3 separate regions of the Mus musculus genome follow, and regions 1 and 2 are each linked to region 3. Evidence: chromatin contacts called from public Hi-C data. All regions are on one chromosome and are shown on one strand. The core of a region is the stretch at or near the end of the contact, and the rest is flanking DNA. Distances in the headings are between cores, read along the strand shown. Region 1 has its middle 100 kb from the start of Poc5. Region 2 has its middle 37 kb from the start of Poc5. Region 3 holds the start of Sv2c (synaptic vesicle glycoprotein 2c).

What was found. A called contact is a pair of places that touch in the nucleus more often than the background predicts.
Region 1: a Hi-C map of uterus shows a contact between it and region 3, with 2.8 times the contacts expected there. The contact joins the enhancer-like site here to the promoter of Sv2c in region 3. A contact is called at or near these places in 3 of 39 promoter capture datasets (the 3T3-L1 cell line, 3T3-L1-derived adipocytes and trophoblast stem cells), 3 of 484 Hi-C or Micro-C datasets (cerebral cortex, nephron progenitors and uterus) and 1 of 115 datasets of contacts at active chromatin or transcription factors (neural progenitor cells).
Region 2: a Hi-C map of the N1E-115 cell line shows a contact between it and region 3, with 3 times the contacts expected there. The contact joins the enhancer-like site here to the promoter of Sv2c in region 3. A contact is called at or near these places in 3 of 484 Hi-C or Micro-C datasets (the N1E-115 cell line, cerebral cortex and embryonic stem cells), 4 of 115 datasets of contacts at active chromatin or transcription factors (embryonic forebrain, embryonic hindbrain, forebrain and 1 more) and 2 of 9 other capture datasets (liver and pancreatic islet).

Annotation. Positions count from the first base shown.
Region 1 is chr13:96,285,929-96,289,940 of GRCm38.p6, reverse strand. No RefSeq gene overlaps it. Among named protein-coding and RNA genes, the nearest start is that of Poc5, 100 kb to the left of the region's middle. Within about 2 kb of position 2,195, at least 3 of the 459 cell types and tissues checked have an H3K27ac peak or open chromatin away from gene starts, as enhancers often do. A contact at or near this core is called in uterus, where this site is marked.
Region 2 is chr13:96,349,289-96,352,918 of GRCm38.p6, reverse strand. No RefSeq gene overlaps it. Among named protein-coding and RNA genes, the nearest start is that of Poc5, 37 kb to the left of the region's middle. Within about 2 kb of position 1,373, at least 23 of the 459 cell types and tissues checked have an H3K27ac peak or open chromatin away from gene starts, as enhancers often do. A contact at or near this core is called in the N1E-115 cell line, cerebral cortex and forebrain, where this site is marked.
Region 3 is chr13:96,130,900-96,134,865 of GRCm38.p6, reverse strand. It overlaps Sv2c (synaptic vesicle glycoprotein 2c), which reads left to right and starts at 2,289. Exons shown (of 13, transcript NM_029210.1): 1 at 2,289-2,418. It overlaps Gm29543 (predicted gene 29543), which reads right to left and starts at 2,141. Exons shown (of 2, transcript NR_167969.1): 1 at 2,087-2,141; 2 at 616-1,506.

The DNA.
Region 1 (4,012 bases), core at 946-3,445, 160 kb before region 3:
ATTTGCAAGGACTCCAGAGAATGACAAGATAGGAGAGAAAGGGCTAAGGCAAACTCCTCCCCATGCAGGAGGGCATTTAACATCTAAAGGGAGAGAGTAACTGAGATTTATTACCTAAAATGAGCATTTGGCCTCCTGTGTGGAAGGCAGGTTGAAGGGCAACAGGACTGTAGGGAAAGGGCCCCTGTGTCAAATAATAATGGACCAGACTAAAAGTGAGCTGCTTACCAAAGAGAAAGTACTCACTACACAAAGAGAAGACGCTGAGATATTAAAGAGTTTATGTATCAGGATTTATATGAATAGCTTTTCTTTATTGTGATCACTGATCCAAAGCTGTAAGATTGTCATGTGAAGGTCGGGGGACACAATGATGTAAGAAGAAATGGGGATTCGAGATGAGGTTGCATAGTCTTAGGGCGGGGCGCTGGCATCTGGAAGTCACCTGGGTGCCTTTGCCATCCTCCTGCTCCAGGGGCCATACCCCCACTTCCTTCCATCTAGTCTCAGTACTCCATACTCTGCCCAGCATCTCCTGGCATGAGTGGCAAAACACAGGCTTTGCCTGAGAGATTTAGCTTATATAATATGTGTATGTGTGTATGATGCAGATCTCAGATATCTATCTGTATGTATATAATGTGTTTTTTCTGTATCTGATATATATGTGTGTATAATGTGTTTTTAATATTATTATATTAAAAAATTATTATGAGTTTTCTGTGAGTTTACTTGATTTTTTTTTTATCATGTTTGCATCCTTCTTCAACTCTTTCTAGAGCCTTCCTTTTCTACCCACAGGAACCAGTTAAACCACTCTTGAGTGTATCCCCCAAAGCTTCATCTCATGTTAGAGAGACAACTGCGTGGTGTTAAAAAGAAAACTGCATCTGCTTAATGAAGAAAAGCAGTGGACCTCAGGAAGAAGGAGTCACCGCTGATCTGAGGAGGAATGACTGAGATACACCAATCACTGTTCGTATGTGCCGCTGGCCACTTCTGTTAAATGTCTAAAGAACAGGTAAAGCTCTGATATTTATCCAGGGATTGAGGACAGAAAAGATCAAATTCCTTTCCATGTATTCAAACAGTTTAGCCAAAAGTTAATGTTTAAAAATCTGGTGGAAATATAGAAAAACTTCAAATAAGAGGAAATTGAAAAAAAAATCCAATGAAATAGCGAGGAAACAAACTCAGGAGCAGAGCACAGGGGTGATGTGCTAAGATGATGAGGTCTGTTTTAGCTCTGGAAGGATGGTTAGGCTTTGGGACATTAACTTATGCAATCTGCTAATAAAGGCCAAAGGGACAAATGAAAAAGCATCATCCACACAGAGCCAACAAAAGAGGTAGCTTGCATTTTTGCATAATCCAGTTCCACTGTCTGCCTCTAGTTTCTGTTAGTTTGGCTTCAGACTGTGTGGTGGTTCCATTTTTGTTGAGATGCAATGGTGACGATTTATAAACACTGATACACACACACACACACACACACACACACACACACACACACACACACACACCCTAACTCTATAACCTGCTCAGCCTGTATAATGTTACTTGTATGTGTGTTTTCAGGGCTGACCATTTGGCACTGGACAAGCAATCAGTGTGCTCTTCCCCAGAGAAGATCACCCTCGCACTAGCTTTCCTCATTTGCCTATGGTTCTCTGTGTAGGGTTGCGCTATTATTTTTATTAGCATATTTATTCAATCCTTAAAGCACATTATCTATCTTAAAAAGGATTTCAGAGAACCCATTTCTTTCAGGTGCATGCGTGTCTATACTGCAAAGGAGCAGGGGAAAAAAAAAAAACACCAACAACTGAGCACTCTATTCAAATGCGTTTTCACAGTGGTATCACTTACCAGGCAGCCTGGGAATCAAGCTATATGAAAGAAATGGCAAAATCTGAATAGACTAGGGACTTTCCACGTGGGCGGTTCTGAGCTGAAAGCTCATCTTTACAGAGCCAGGCTTCCTGAGACCAGATTCGCTCTGGATTTATCTCCGGGAAGATAATGCCCAACCTTCAGAAGATTTCTGGGAAAGAAGAAACTGGAAAAAAAAAGCACTGAATTAACCACGCTCCCCAGGTGCAAAAAGCAACTTCTCAGACACACAGAGGGGACCTGATAAATAGAGTTGTGACTGGCCTTCGGGTAGTACAAGGAACTTCTCAGCCTTTGGCAGCACAGTAATTTATGAGAACAAGTGGAACCTGCAAGCACTGCTGTCTTGCTTGATTGCACCATGATTGCTTTTATGCCATTGATATCAAACTGAGCATAATTAGAAACTATTCTAACTCATAACAAACAATGTGCTTTGTTTTTACATGACTGAATAACCTCCCACAGAAGCAACCTCTTTGTGTCAAAGACTAGAGTTCCTCCTATCCCTCAAAGGAATGCCAGTTCTCTCTCATACGATCCATAGGAGGTGTTGAGGGACTTGTTTACTCTACAGTGCAAAACTGGGTTAATGTATGTTGTCTGCATTGCAAACTCACCTAAAAGATGGACAAAATATACGGCAGAGAACTAAGTACCAATGAATTCTGTTTTATGGCACAGACTATATATGGAATCTTCTAAGTACAACTGATTTTTTAAAAAAAGAAATCATTGTAGCTAGGAGAGGCTAAATAATGCATGAAATTCAAACAACAAAATCAAGGTAACAACAGGATAAAGGATATTTTGAGTGTTTTAATGCATTTATGATAGAAAATGTGAGAGATTTGTATTTATTCATCCTAAATCAGTATATATACATATATATATATACACATATATACATATATGCACACATACATATATATACACACATATATAAATACATATATACATATACATATACATATACATCATATACATATATCTGAGCTTATTGCTCCAAAGTGTAGCTATGACAAACATATTCTAGAGAAGGGAGAAGTCCCCTCTACTTACCAACTTACCTTGAAACCTCAAATCACTGCAGGGGTAGGTATATCCTCTTCCACTGAGGCCAGACAGGCAGCCCTGTTAGGTGAACAGGATTTACAGACAGGCAAACGTGTCAGGGTAAGCCCCCTCTCCAGTTGTTGGGGAACCCACATGAAGACCAAGCTGCACATTTGGTTGTACGTGGTCTAGGTCCAGTCCATGTATGTTTTTTGATTGGTGGCTCAGTCTCTGGGAACCTTCAAGAATTCAGGTTAATTGAGGGCGAGGTCCCAGGAAAGAGAAAGGGAAGCTGGCAAGACTTCCTTTTGTTCTCTAACCATTTGGGAAGGACAAGGGCACGGCGTGTTGTGTGGGTAGCTATGGAGGATAGGCAGCTACCTCTGGGCACAGAGCATAGGAGAAGGAAGCAGGCTTGGTTAAGAGCCCTAGAATTTTAGCATCAAGTAGAAAAGTCCTGAAAATCCAGGTCAGACACATAATTTGTAGCAAAGGTTTTACCAAAGAAGACATGGGACAAAGCATAATGAATGAAAACCTACGGTGGGGGAATATTTAAGTTATGGCCCTCAATAGATGTAGAATTGCCCCCTCTGAAGGAATTTGGGAGAATGGTTGATGAATGACTGGGTGACATTTCCCCTCAATTAAATAGGCAGAAGCCAGAGACAATAGATGCCTAGTAGGTGAGGAAGGCTCATATGGTAAAAACTGACTGGTATCTTTTGATTTATAAATGTCTTTAATGGATGGATTTTAATGTAGGTAATGATACTATTGATACATAGATAAAATCAAGAAATTCTGGTGTGCTGTTGTATACTAGGACGACTATAGGGAAAAATAATGTACTATAAAATTTAAAAAGCTGAGAAAAATGATGCTGAAAGATTTTTACCACAAATAAATGATACTTTTATTTATCAGGATATTATGCTGTACATAAATATGCTAAACATGTTCACACAGGATCCCATTAACATGTATAACTTTATGTTTCCATGTATTGTTTGAAAATAAATGTGCCAATTTGAAAACAAAACAATCTGCTCATAATGATTTG
Region 2 (3,630 bases), core at 124-2,623, 220 kb before region 3:
TACAGGGTTCACACTGTGGGCCGCCGAGGCACTGGAATGGAGTGGGCCTCTGACATGGAATCACTTTGCTTCTCAATTTCTCCCTCTCCCCAGCTGCAGCTGAAACACCCTCCTGTGAGTCAGGGAGAGAGGCTAATAGGACAAGCAGCAAAGATGGAAGGAGCTGTCCTCCGTTGCCACTCATAGACTGCCTGGCCTCCAGCTGGTCCCTCCTACCAGTTCCACAACTCACCGTGTAGTCAAATAGTGTGTGAGATGTGTCGCATAGGAACGAGGACCCAGGAGGCAGTGCGAACAGAAATGAGGGTGCAAAACTAGTAGGAAGGGTAGGCAAGCATGAGCTGTTAGCCATGGCTGGGTTAACAGGCAAGCTTGCTAGCTACTCCTAGTCAGAGATGTCCTGGTTTTCAATAGAATTCTTCCTTTCACTATATATGTCAATGTATAGATCTGTCAACATTTTAAATATTTAAAATATGCTCTATAATATATTATCTTATATACATAAATATATAATGTATAATTTATATTTTGAGCCCTCCTGTATGACAATCATATATGACTTTATTTCATTATCTATCAATCACTTATTCATTCCATTCATAAAAAGAGCAGTTAAAAATCAAAATGTGGGCTGGAGAGATGGCTCAGTGGTTGAGAGCACTGGCTGCTCTTCCAGAGGTCCTGAGTTCAATTTCCAGCAACCACTTGGTGGCTCACGACCATCTGTAATGAGATCTGATGCCCTCTTCTGGTGCATCTGAAGACAGCTATAGTGTACTTATATATAATAAATAAATAAATCTTTAAAATAAAATCAAAATGCAAGTTGGGCATGGTAGTGCACGCCTTTAGTTCCAGGGCTTGGGAGGCAGAAGCAGGTGGATCTCTGTGAATTGGAGGTCAGCCTAGTCTATGTAGTGAGTTCCAGGATAGCCAAGGCCACACAGTGAGACCTTATCTCAAAACAAAATACACACACACACACACACACACACACACACACACATACACACACCCCAAAACCCAATACAAACAAAAACCAACCAACCAACCAAAAACACCCCAAACCCACCTCTACAAACAAAACAAAACAGAAAATCAAATGCAAATAAGGTGTTTCGGCATATACCAATGATGTCACCACAACATGTAGCTTGGGAGAATACAGGCAAATGTTTTCCTTGGCCCAAGTCCGCCTAAACAACTGTGCATGCTTTGATTTCTTCTGGAAGAAAAGTCTGCTGCCCATTCTGTCCGTTCCTTGGAGAAAGCAGAAGGCAGCCCGGCCAGGTCTCCTTAGCGTGGTCTTCACGGCAGCCTGGTTCGTGCAAGGCACACGTCGCCATTTATTTCCAAAGCTGCTGTTTGTGCTGTTATTTTTCTTTCCATCTGATTCACTCTGAGTCATAGGAAGACGTTCTCATTGTGATGGGGTGCACTGCAGAGACGGCTGACTCGCTTGTTCCACACCATTAAATTCTTGCTTGTGTCTTTCAATCAGAAATGGTTTGGCAAGTCACAGTGCAGGAAAAAAGGGGGCATGACAGTTCTGCCTGGGCGGATTCAAGCTAGGAAGAAAAGGAGTAATGAAAAGATTTCTGGTTTGTTTTCACAGGAAAAAAAATAGACAAATATGCTTGATAAGCGACTAAATCTCTCTGTCTGAAATGGTTCTTAAGCAACCAAGGGGTATTTCAAAAATCGCTCCTGATGAAGGATTTCATTATAGTACGCTGCATTCCCAGGCAGTCAGTGAGGGTTGGTGGGAATCACCATAGTGGAAAAAAAAAAAAGCATTGACAGATTTCACATATTCTTTGTTATCATCCTGCACCCAAATCCATTAGCTTATTATCCCCAGGCAAGGAACTGAAATCCTGTGTCAAACGGAAAGGAGGTGATTTTCCAGGATGCGGGAAGTTACTGTTCATTAAGAGCTTGTTGATGCTGCGCATAGCTTGAAAAATCTTAATTTGGACTAAAGTGGTCCCGGACTCAATGAGAATTCCTGCCAAGGAGCTAGGACAAGGGCAGTCTGCCCCTTAAGGGTATTAAAATCCAGGACAAGGCAAAAAGCGGTAGATTTTTCTCATCTCTCTCAAACCCAAGTGTGGTACATTTGGAACATGAGGACAATGGATTATAACCTCATATTTTGACATCCCTTTTGCCTTCAAACATTAACATTCAGTTGCTCTGCCATAGTAGTAATAATTCTACTCACAAGGGTGCAGGAATTGTGACACGGTAAGATGGTAGAGAAATGCAGTTTGTTCCATTAGTGGCCAACAATGGGAACTAAACGTGCTAGTGATTTAGAGTGCTTTGTATTAAGAAATGCACACACAAAAAATACATTTCTTTCATTGGGGTAATTTTACGTGAGTCAGTCTCTCTCTCTCTCTCTCTCTCTCTCTCTCTCTCTCTCTCACACACACACACACACACACACACTTGCCCAGCTTAACTGTACAGCTTGCAGTACGATCCATCCTCTCTGCTTCTGAATTCAGCTCACGCAGCCTGCTCGAAGGCTCCGAGGAGGGTCGAGCTGTTCTGAAATGGTCATCATGACCCATTACACTCTGCTCCTCATAGCCTCTGTTCCCAGTTCCATGTGATACTATGATTGTGAAAGAAAATATAAAATAGATGCTGCTCTTATACAGGGCAGTGTTATAGTTACACTTGTTTAAAACCTCCTTTGAAATGCCATTAAAAATCCAGGGCCAAGACAATATGGATGTATTAATACTACTTTCATATTTGAAAAAGTACCTTAGAAGAAAAGATGTTCATTAAGATACTTGGTTTGTGTGGGGAAGTAGACAACTCAAGTTGGTAATTTAATGCCTACAGGTATACTGAAAAATATCTATGTCCTCAGAGCAAAATCATTTTGCTTAAGGATACAGTTGACGTTTATTTAAAAGTTTGATGAGGTGGTTTACATATGTAATTTTGGCATTCAGGAGGTAGAGGCAGGAGAGTCATTGTAACTTTCAGGCAATCTTGGGCTGCCCAGTGAGATCCTGTTTGAAAAATATTCACCATAAAATTGTTTTAAATCTAAATTTTGTCATGTATGTGGCATATATTTGTGCATGCATGCCAGTGCACATGTGTATGGGTGTGCTTGTATAAGGAAGCCATATGTTAGTGTCAAATGCCTTCCTCAATTGTTTTCCACTTACCTTATTTATTAAAACAGAATGTTACTGAATCTGGAGCTGACTGGTGTGGCTAGACTGGATAGCTGGCAAAGCCTAGGGATTCTCTTGTCTGCCTCGTAGCCCTGGGAGTACAGCACTGGCAGTATTGCCAGGCCTGGCTCTTCCACAGTACTGGGTACTGAACACAGGTCCTAATGTCTATACAATAAGTACTTTACCAACCAAGCCATCGCCATGGTCCCTCAAACATTTGAATTCTTAATTAGAAACGGCATCAATTTAATTTAGTTTCTCTACTTTGACTCAATTTCATTTCTAAGTTATGAGAAACATTAATGTACTTTGGATTATGTTTAGAATGGAATATTGTAGATTATTAAGATTTTCTTTTGACAACAAAGCAATAAAAAGATTGCACAGACTTCATATCTAGAATCTCTCAATTAATAATAAA
Region 3 (3,966 bases), core at 1,040-3,539:
GACTACAGGGCAGTTATGCATCTTTACCTACATAGGCTCCTATGAGACCAATGTTTTTAGAAGAGAAAAAATGGCTGACACTTGCTAGTAAGTGTGCTCAGCGGGACCAATGAAAGCTATCTCCCTCCCTCATCATCACCAAAGGAAACCCCTGTACTTCAAAGACACAATGTTTAAATGCCATATATAGCTCAGCTCTGTCTAGGGGAACTACAGGAGCTGTTATCTTCAAATGTAGCAAGAAGGGAAAATCCAGAGCTAGAAAGTCCACTCACCCTGTGAGAGTCCATGGACCCCACAAGAACTGGTTGAAGGAAGAGTCCCATACCAGGAAGTGTGTTAACTGTTTTTTGTTTGTTTGTTTTGTTTTGTTTTGTTTTTTAAGGTTCATCTCATTGTTCTCTATACATCCATCATTTGGAGAAATAATAAATTACTATGCAACTATTACTGGCACGCCCTCAAAGAGGTATCCATCAGGGCAGTAAATGAATTACCAGCACCTTTTGCAACGCCACATAGATCCAGATACGATTTACGTTTTTAAAAATTTCACACCGATGCTGGAGCACACCTGTGCCTACATGGTATCTTACATTGGTAGCAACACAGATGTTTTACCCCAAATAATTGTTTATTAAGTAAGAATGCACAGGAAGGATGTCTAAATGAGTGGGTTAATTTTTAACCATTCCAATCATTCATCTCACAGCACCACAGTAAGTGGTACAAACCGCAAAGCATTTAAGCAAAACACACAATCCAGATGGATTTTTCAAAGATCGGTCCAGAAACTGTAGGCTCAACAGGGCCTGGGAATCCTGAGTCTCGGAATGCCAGAGCAGCAAGGAGGGGCAGCCAGAGGTTGGAGGCTGGTTCCATTTTCCTCTCTTCATCTCATCTTGAATTGTGGCACACACGGATTATAGCAAGCTGGAGTTATCTGTCCCAGGCGGTCCACGTGGTCCCCACCAGCTTCTTTAGCGAGAGCCTCCAGACCGCCTGGATCTCTGAAGAGCCCGGCTGCTCTTCTCCAGCAACACAAACATTTACATGCATTGTTTACTTATGTATCGGCACAGCCAAGCATTTAGCCACCTATTCAATCTTTCAGGCTATTTACTCTCGCATGAACTCATCCAGGGAGAGATTGTGTGAGAGATCTACCCACTGCAGCTCCCACCAGCGCCTCGCTTTGTCTCGCTCCTCGGGGTTACCATTACAAGGGTAATGATTGCGCGGCGGGCACCTGCCGGGGGTCGGGGAGCTTCCAAAGTACACGAGTTTCACGAGAGCTCGGAGCTGGTAGGGTCTACTTTATGAGGATGTCTGGCTTCCCACTTTGTCCCTTCCGATGAGCGGATGGGTAACAGGATGACGCTCTGCCCTGCCAAGACGGAGTAGATACTTGGGTGTGGTCTCTCCAGGATGAGTTCCAGTTGGTATAGTCCAGCCCCAGCGCTAAGGTGAGGCTAAGGTTGCCGTTTCTCACCCTCTAAGGCATTCCTGAGAACAAGAGCAATATTCTCACCTCTCTCTCTCTCTCTCTCTCTCTCTCTCTCTCTCTCTCTCTCTCTCTCTCTCCTATTAAAAATGCTAGAAATCCCCCCACCCGGAGTTCCGGCTGCTCCCTGGCCCTCCCTGGTTTAGGGACACATACACACATCCCGCACGTGGAGTTCCTTCCGCTACACCCCAAGTTTTGTCTCGTGTGCTAGCATGGAGATTGGGGGGTAGGCGGGGGTGATCAGCTACTCCTGACTTACGGAAAGCCTAGTCAAAATTAACCAGTTCCAGGCTCAGAAACAGAACAAAAGCCCTCCTTCCCGAGGCACTGGCCTCCAGCAATCAACAATTTCCTTGTGCTTTGATGGACCCGACCCAAGGGGCTGCCAAACGAGCAGCGCACAGTCACACTCGGTGACTAATTCAGCACGGGTGCCTTATCGACGCCCCCCACCCCGCCTCCTCCTCCTGCTACAAACTGAGCTCTGACTTCTCCAAAAGTACCTGCCACTTGGAGCCAACCCCCACCGCACCCCTCCCCACCCCCGACCCGAACCGCAGCAACACCTCCGCATCATACCGGGAGCTCGCCCAGCCTTGCACAGCGCCCTCCTCCCCCGCGCGCCGTAACCCCCTCCCTGCGCATCGCTTGTACTCTAGCCACGCCGCCGCCCGCCACTGCAGCACCGAAGGGAGGAGGCGAAGGAGGAGGACCGCAGCGTGGCCGCCGGGAGCCACTTTCCCGCCCCTCCTCTCGCTGCCGACTAGCTCAAAGGAGTCACCACTGCGCGCGCTGCAGGAGAGAGTGGCAGACCGAGGCGGCCCCGGGCTGCAAGCGGAGGGGTGCTCGCAAGGCGACGGCTGCAGTGCAGAGCGGTGGCTCAGGGCAGGGGGTCCCCGGCGCCTGAAACGGTGAGTAAGGAGTCCCCCGCAACCGTGGCAAGGGCTCGTTCCGTGCTAGGTTTTTCTTCTGTGCCGGGAGACCCAGCGTTGTAACCAGAGAACTTTTTGCAGCCTTCCAGAAGCGCAACTAGCGCAACTTTGCCAGCTCTGGCCCGGGAAAAGCGGCTGCAGGTGAGGCAGGCTGCCCGCTGGGTACCTGTGTTGGGATGGCAAGCAGGAAATCTCACTGAGGCAGTCGAGTGGCCCCGGGTTTACTAGGCAGAGGCAGGTTAAAGGTGCGCTATGTTCGGGATTCAAGGGCAGGTGGGTGGGCAGCTGCAGGCATCTCCCGACTTCTTTGGGGGCGCAGGGGTGGGGGAGTTTCAGGGAGGGCTGGAGAGACTATTCAAAACAGGCAGCCGGGAGCGCCCACTATCAGCGAGCCATCCCCGCAGCCTCTGGCTCAACTTTTTCTGCGGGGAACCCTCTGCAGATGTGCAGAAGTGGTTGGAAAGCACGGGGAGCCGCAGTCGGCTCTGCGGGAGGCTAGCAGAAAACCCGTCAATTTTCAAACTCTTACACACACACACACACACACACACACACACACACACACACACACACACAAGCTGAAAGCAGGAAAGCCTGCTGTGGCCCTTTGTAAGAATCAACACTTCTCCAACACTGCACCTCTATTGAGCAAAACCCTATCGAGCGTCCACTATGCGCCTAGGGGCGCAGCGAAGCGCATCTAAGAGTGAGGATTTCTTAGGAGAGGGACTGTCCCCAATGATGATGATGATGATGATGATGATGATGATGATGATGATGATGATGATGGCAGCAACAATTACTACCGAGGTATCTAATTTAAGGACAAGAGGAAATGGGCGACAGGTCACCATCTTCTCTTGGTGGACTTTTCCTCTCCAACTGGGCTCTAGAATCGAGAATACTTTCTCCCGCGAACTGGAACGCCTCTGGCCAGGAAGGAAAGAAAGATTTTAGAATGCCGGGATGAACTTGGCTGGGGAAGCCAGCACCCCACCTCAGATACAAGGAGCATCTCTGTGGGCGTGCGGGAACCTCAGTCCGCCACGCGCGGGGGCGGAGAGGGAGGAGCTGAGTCACCAGCTCTGGAAGTACCGCCTGGACCATGGGAGCGGGGGGGGGGGGGCGCTCGCGTCACCCTCTACGTGTGGGCGTGATGCAAATACAGCCCCGCAAGGGGAGGGCGCGGTGGAGGGAGGGCTAGGAGACCCAGCCTGTCTGGGAGCGCGCGCGTGTGTGCGTCAAAGGCTCCGGAGTGATGGATGCCCTGTGGCGCGCCCTGTGCAGACGGCAGCGACTGGAGGGACTCGGGTGGGAGGATAGACTGCGGCAGGGGTGGCAGGGGATGCCGGGCAATACAGAGGCTGCAGGCAGGCAAAGAGCTCCGCAGTGTGCCGCAGTGGTAGCACTGGGAAGGCGTCGTCTCAGCAACCAGGATTCCCCCGGGTGCCCAGACATCTTTTAAGTCTCTGAGGGATGCCCAGATGTTCCTTTCTCCCGTCAGACTCCCTTCCTTCCTGCATAGCT